Regions from separate parts of the Hordeum vulgare genome. Here region 2 is linked to region 1. A link is a contact called in public Hi-C data. All regions are on one chromosome and are shown on one strand. Each heading gives the region's core, a stretch centred on a gene start, on an enhancer-like site or on the middle of the called end of the contact. The rest is flanking DNA. Distances are from core to core; before and after follow the strand shown. Region 1 holds the start of LOC123427188. Region 2 holds the start of LOC123427196.

Region 1 (2,810 bases), core at 168-2,667:
GGACATAAAATAAAATAAAATTTGCTGAATTCAAAAATAAAAAAAAGGCCAAAACTGAAACTGGATCAAATGTATTTGGGCATGAAAAGGCCAGGGCCCAAATTAGAATGATAAAAAATTCGAAAAAACTAAAGTGGCTGTAAATAGGCCAAGGCCCCAAAAGAAGCCCAATAAGAAAAGCCAAAAAAAAAAAAACGAGCCCATGTGATCAATTGAAATGGGTTGGGCTGATTTCAACCATGACGTTTTGATTTTGTCGTAATTTTGCCACGTATGACTGCCACTTAGGACTGGGTTTGATTGTCAGCGACGATTTAGGATCATCGTAAAAGTTACGACAATCCAGGAATCGTCGTAAAAGGTACGACGATTTTGATCAAAACGTCGTTGCTGTTCATTTGTGACGCTCCGTTTTCGACGCTTGGTTTTTCGTCGTGAGATCGTCGTAAATGAAAAACCGTGACGATGTAGCGACGAAAAAATAGCGTCGTGTATTAGCATATTCCTTGTAGTGACTTCGTGCCATATTGCACTCGATTAAGGAGTGACGCCAAGAATCCTGGGATCCACATAACCCACATGTTGATTGTGTTGAGATGTTTTATGATGCAGTAAATCAGTCGTCGACAACGATTGTTGAGCCAACCTCCATAGTGACACTTTTACCTTCGAAGGGACGTCAACTTTCCAGAGCCTGGTCCATGCCTTCTTCTCTTCCTCCAAGTTTGAATTATCCTCCCTACCTTCGAGCCATGCCTCATGTCTCATTTTTGTAGCAACGAGCATACGGTAGGCCGATCGGACGGAGAAGTTTCTATTACATTCATGCGGCCATGACCACAAATCCTCAACATGGGAGTTGCACAAGGGGATGTTTAGAATGACATCTATATCACTGCGTAGGAAAACTTCCTCAAGCCTTGTTTGATCCCACTCCCGCGAAGGAAGGATCAATTCGTTGACCAGCTACGGGGGGTCTTGAACCAACGATGTTATGGGTCACATATTGTGCTCACGAGGAAGCTAAGTATCCCGCCATATGGAGGTAGTACTTCCATCGCCGATTCGGCGTATCATCCCTTGTACCATTGTGTCTCGTTGTTCCATAATTGACCTCCAGATTTAGGAAAGGGAGCTCCCAAGTTCAGCTTGTAGAAGATCAATGGATGGAAAATATTTTGCCTTGAGGACTCTCGCGCTCACTGTTTGTGGCTCCGTAAGGACTCGCCAAGCATGAGAAAATAAATTAAAAAAATGCTAGTGAAAAATAGGAAAATGATTATTGTCCTAGTATTTGTCGGCATCATGAATTTATAGGAGTGATTCTTTTGGAGAGAAAGATGGAATTTGAGGCGTGCAATTAATCCCATCGGCACGGGAAAAAACCCAGAAAGAGACGGTAAAAGGTGAGAAGGCTGGAGCCACACAAAAATACAGGCCCAGAAAGCCCACGCACGGAGCCGAATCGGAGAAGTTCTTTGGAAGGCCACAATGGCGATGAGGTGCCTCTCTTCTCTCCCTCTCCTCTCCGCATCCGGCTCCGGAAAGGCCTGCGCTGTGGTCAGAACGCATCACACTCCCTCTGCCGCCGCGCACCGCCGGATCCGGACCCACATGTCGGTGGCCACCGGCAGTGAGCAGGCCCTGACGGCCAAGGAGCAGTCCCAGGGTGAGTTTTTTTTGTTCCTGTCTAGTACTGATAGCACATCTGTGTAGACAAGATGTAATTTAGGCTGTATGGAGTGCAGAAATTGTTTCTTTGTTATTTTAATTTCTGCGCTACCGCTACTAAATCTGCGGAGTGAAAATATTGGCGACGTTTCGTCGTGGAGGAAAAATGTTTTGCTGCCTCAGTTTGGGCCTGGACTGTCCAAGAAATTCTCTGTCCGCACTTACATCGATACGACTAGCACTAGTTAGATCAGTACCATTGTCCAAAAGAATTTAAATCTAGTTCTAGTTAGTACTAATTCTAAGGTTGTAGATCCAATCCTAGAGGCTACCTGTGTTTGTCTTTTTTAGTGGAGGTCTGGAGGAGCATTTGGGAGTAGAGTATACAACTACACAAGCAACAGCTTTAGAATTTGTTCTCTGGAAGGAGAAGTATATTAATATGTTAGGCATTAAAACCCAAACCGCAACATGATTTTAGTAGCTGGTACTGAACTGCTCCCTCCCTTCCCTAATATAAGACCTTTTAGCTATTTCAAAATAGGGAAATTTTTGTTTTTGTCACTCTAGCTTTTGCGAAATTTCCTTATGCCACTCTAGATTTTGACATTTCACTTTTGCCACACTTAGCTTTTGATAATTATCACATTTGCCATTCCGTGGCATAAATAAAAGTTTCAGAGTGGCAATTTTGATATATTTTCAAAAGCTAAGAGTGGCAAAAGTGAAAAAAAATTATTTTGCTTTTGCCACGGAATGGTAATTGTGATAACTGTCAAAACCTAGGAGTGGCAAAACTGAAATGCCAAAATCTAGAGTGGCATAAGAAAAATTGGCAAAAGCTAGAGTGACGAAACAAAATTTTCCCACAAAATAATGACTACATACATACTAAAATGAGTGAACATACATACTAAAATGTGTCTAGATAGATAGGGATCAAGAAAAAGCTAAAAGGTTTTATATTAGGGAACAGAGGGAGTAGCAAAACTGTAACTAGGCAGATTTTTGGCTTAACAATCAAAACGAGCCAGGGTTGCTAACCAGACCAACCAGACCAACCTTGGTCGATATTTGCATTCACAGTGTTCATTTTTCCTGAAATTATAGGTGCTCACTAGATTTTGCTTGCATGTCAT
Region 2 (2,704 bases), core at 172-2,671, 410 kb before region 1:
CCCTCCGTCCCAAAATAAGTGTCTTAAGCTTAATAAAATTTTGTACTAGATCTAGTCAAAATTTTAGACAGTTATTTTGGGACAGAGGGAGTAGTATATACTAATAAGTTTGAGGAATGTACATATGAAGGGCCCTGTATTTATAGCAGAGGATGATACTATGAATGTATACTATCACTCCCTCTTCATATTCTAAGCAGATCAAAACACTGTTCCTAAACTAGAGATAGTGAGATTGCATTGAGTGCAATTCACTATTGAATTAAATTCTCAATTGTTCCAAAATCAGGTGCGTATGCACACTATAAAGTGCAGATATTTATCAAAATCTTTCTAAAAAATTACACCAAAATCATTGCAAAAATACTCACATAGTTGCAGCCTTAAGATAGATGCTTCCCCCAGAGCCACCCCCACCATTGGTGCCACCATCACCGCCATTTGCAATAACTGTTCCATTCATGACAATTTCATCTGCAAACAACCACACTACTCCGCCACCCCCACCACCATAATCCTTCTCGACGCTAGTAGACCCACCTTTGCTCCCATAGCTATTCGGGGTCTTGAGCTCAGACCACGCATAGGTATCGCCACCCCACGAGTCCTCCTGCGCTTGACCCTTATTGACGTAGCAGCTTGCGCCACGGCCACCATGCCCACCACCATCTCCATATGTCCCGGTGGGTACGCCACTGGTCTTATCCGGCGGGTTGCCGGCAAGCGCAGTGGTGTCGATGACGGCGTCGGTGCCAAGAGTGATGTTGGTGGCCGCGAGAGAGACCCATCCGGCTACCACACGGGCGCCATGGCCGAAGCGGATATCACCAGACAAATTGGCGGAGACAACGCAACCTGGCCTCTGGCAGGTGACAGAGACGCCGTCGAGGAGCTGGAGGCTGCCATTTCCGCTGATGAAGACGCCGCCTCCCTCGAGCCGCACGGAAGCGGGGACTACGCAGCGCGTGTCAAGGTCGCCCTCGCCACCGAGGTCGCCGGCGCAGGTCGCCGGCGGGGCGGCCGGCGGGGGCGGCAGCGCTGGGGGAGGCGGCGGCGTGTAGTCGTGGAATGTCAGGATCGAATACGCCTCCGCTTCCTCGGCCCCCCGATCGTACACCCCGGGGCTAGGGTTACCTGATGCGACGGCGAGGAGGGCAAGGAGGAAGAGGTGGTGGAGGCGGCGACGAAGGGGAAGGGGAATGTGGTGGGCCATGGGGTGGGAAGCATCAGAGTACGAGCGCCACGGGTGGTAATAGGGGCAGGGTAGGGGTTAGGATCAAGGCCAGGGCAGCGACGGCGATCGCCGGAGATGGCGAGGTGGGCCGTCGGGGCTGGGGTTTGGTGATGGCTTGTTTGCTTTCCACTCTTCCGTTAGCGAATGGGATTCAGTGCGCACAGTGCGGCGGGAGAGAGGATAGTTGGGCCGTTGGATGTGCCTAGTGATGTGGTCGAGCTAATGGGGTCGTGGGGCAGGCATTTTTGCTTTCCGGATGTTTGAGATGTGCTTCTGTTATAATCGGTTTTTTTAGGGAGGTAAAAAATCGATTAGTTTTGAACTCTTTATGACTAAGTCATTTTTTTTACTTTCTAAAAATATTTAGGTTACTATTTTTTATATAACTAAACATAAATCAATTTTAGGCATAAAGAAATTCAACCGAAGAAAAAATCAACCGACTAAATGCATACATATCCTTGTTTGTGACATTTTTAACTGTGGTATGCTTATTACCAATAAATTAAACATTTTCTTACATAGAGTGTGTTTTTTATCTTAGTACAACATACTCGGCAAATGTTAAAGAGTTGTGATTTTGACATCTCCGTAGATCATCAACTACATGCCCAAAGCCATCGTCATGGAGGTCATGTTTCTTTTGTACACGCTTTTCATTCACGTCATGTCTTCTTTCTCTTTCGTGTTAGCATATCTTGTGAATTTTAGAGGATTTTGTCGCTCATACTTTACGGCACCTCCACGATGCATCATGTGATGGAGTAATCCCAAACAAGTTCATGTCACATGGTGAAGGATTCCCACGGGATAATGCATAACAAACTACTTACTTTGTACGTATCACCTTGCCTTTGCAAGCCATTAGGTTGAAGTAAGCTTGTGGGCAAAAATCTATAGTAGAGTGTTTAAACATGTTGCATCGTTTCTTTTGATAGAAAATTTGTATATCGCATTTGTTTCCAAAAAATAAATGTAAACTTTGATAATAAGCTTAGATCTAAAATACAAATATGTTGGTTCTTATGTTCTTTAACTATTGATTGTGTCATCTCTAACAACCAACCATATGTTTCTTCACGAGAGACTTTTACGTATTTTATATGCCTTACTCGACCACTAGTGAGGTTATCTTAGAAAGTGGGGGCTTGTTATCCTAATTCAAATTTAGATTCTTTTGTAAATATTGTTGCTATATTGATTAAATACTTGCCAAATTGGAAAATCAATCTCTTTACTAAAATAAGAGATAACTGAAACACAATGCACTGCTTGCCATTATGTGATATCTAGTTAAGCTTTCTCGCTTGTTTGATTAGGGTCTTTGTGAACACTTATATATATATATATATATATATATATATATATATATATATATATATACATACATATATATATATGTGTGTGTGTGTGTGTGTGTGTGTGTGTGTGTGTGTGTGTGTCGGTGCTAAAACCGGGGGATCTTGAGTA

Evidence for each region. Hi-C and Micro-C count contacts between places; a contact is called where the count stands out from the background.
Region 2: a Hi-C map of leaf shows a contact between it and region 1, with 5 times the contacts expected there. The contact joins the promoter of LOC123427196 here to the promoter of LOC123427188 in region 1. A contact is called at or near these places in 3 of 6 Hi-C or Micro-C datasets (leaf and seedling).

The regions. Positions count from the first base shown.
Region 1 is chr1H:137,590,002-137,592,811 of MorexV3_pseudomolecules_assembly, reverse strand. LOC123427188 reads left to right here and starts at 1,417. Exons shown (of 4, transcript XM_045111172.1): 1 at 1,417-1,669. The coding sequence starts at 1,492.
Region 2 is chr1H:137,995,543-137,998,246 of MorexV3_pseudomolecules_assembly, reverse strand. It overlaps LOC123427196, which reads right to left and starts at 1,421. Exons shown (of 22, transcript XM_045111191.1): 1 at 372-1,421. The coding sequence starts at 1,213.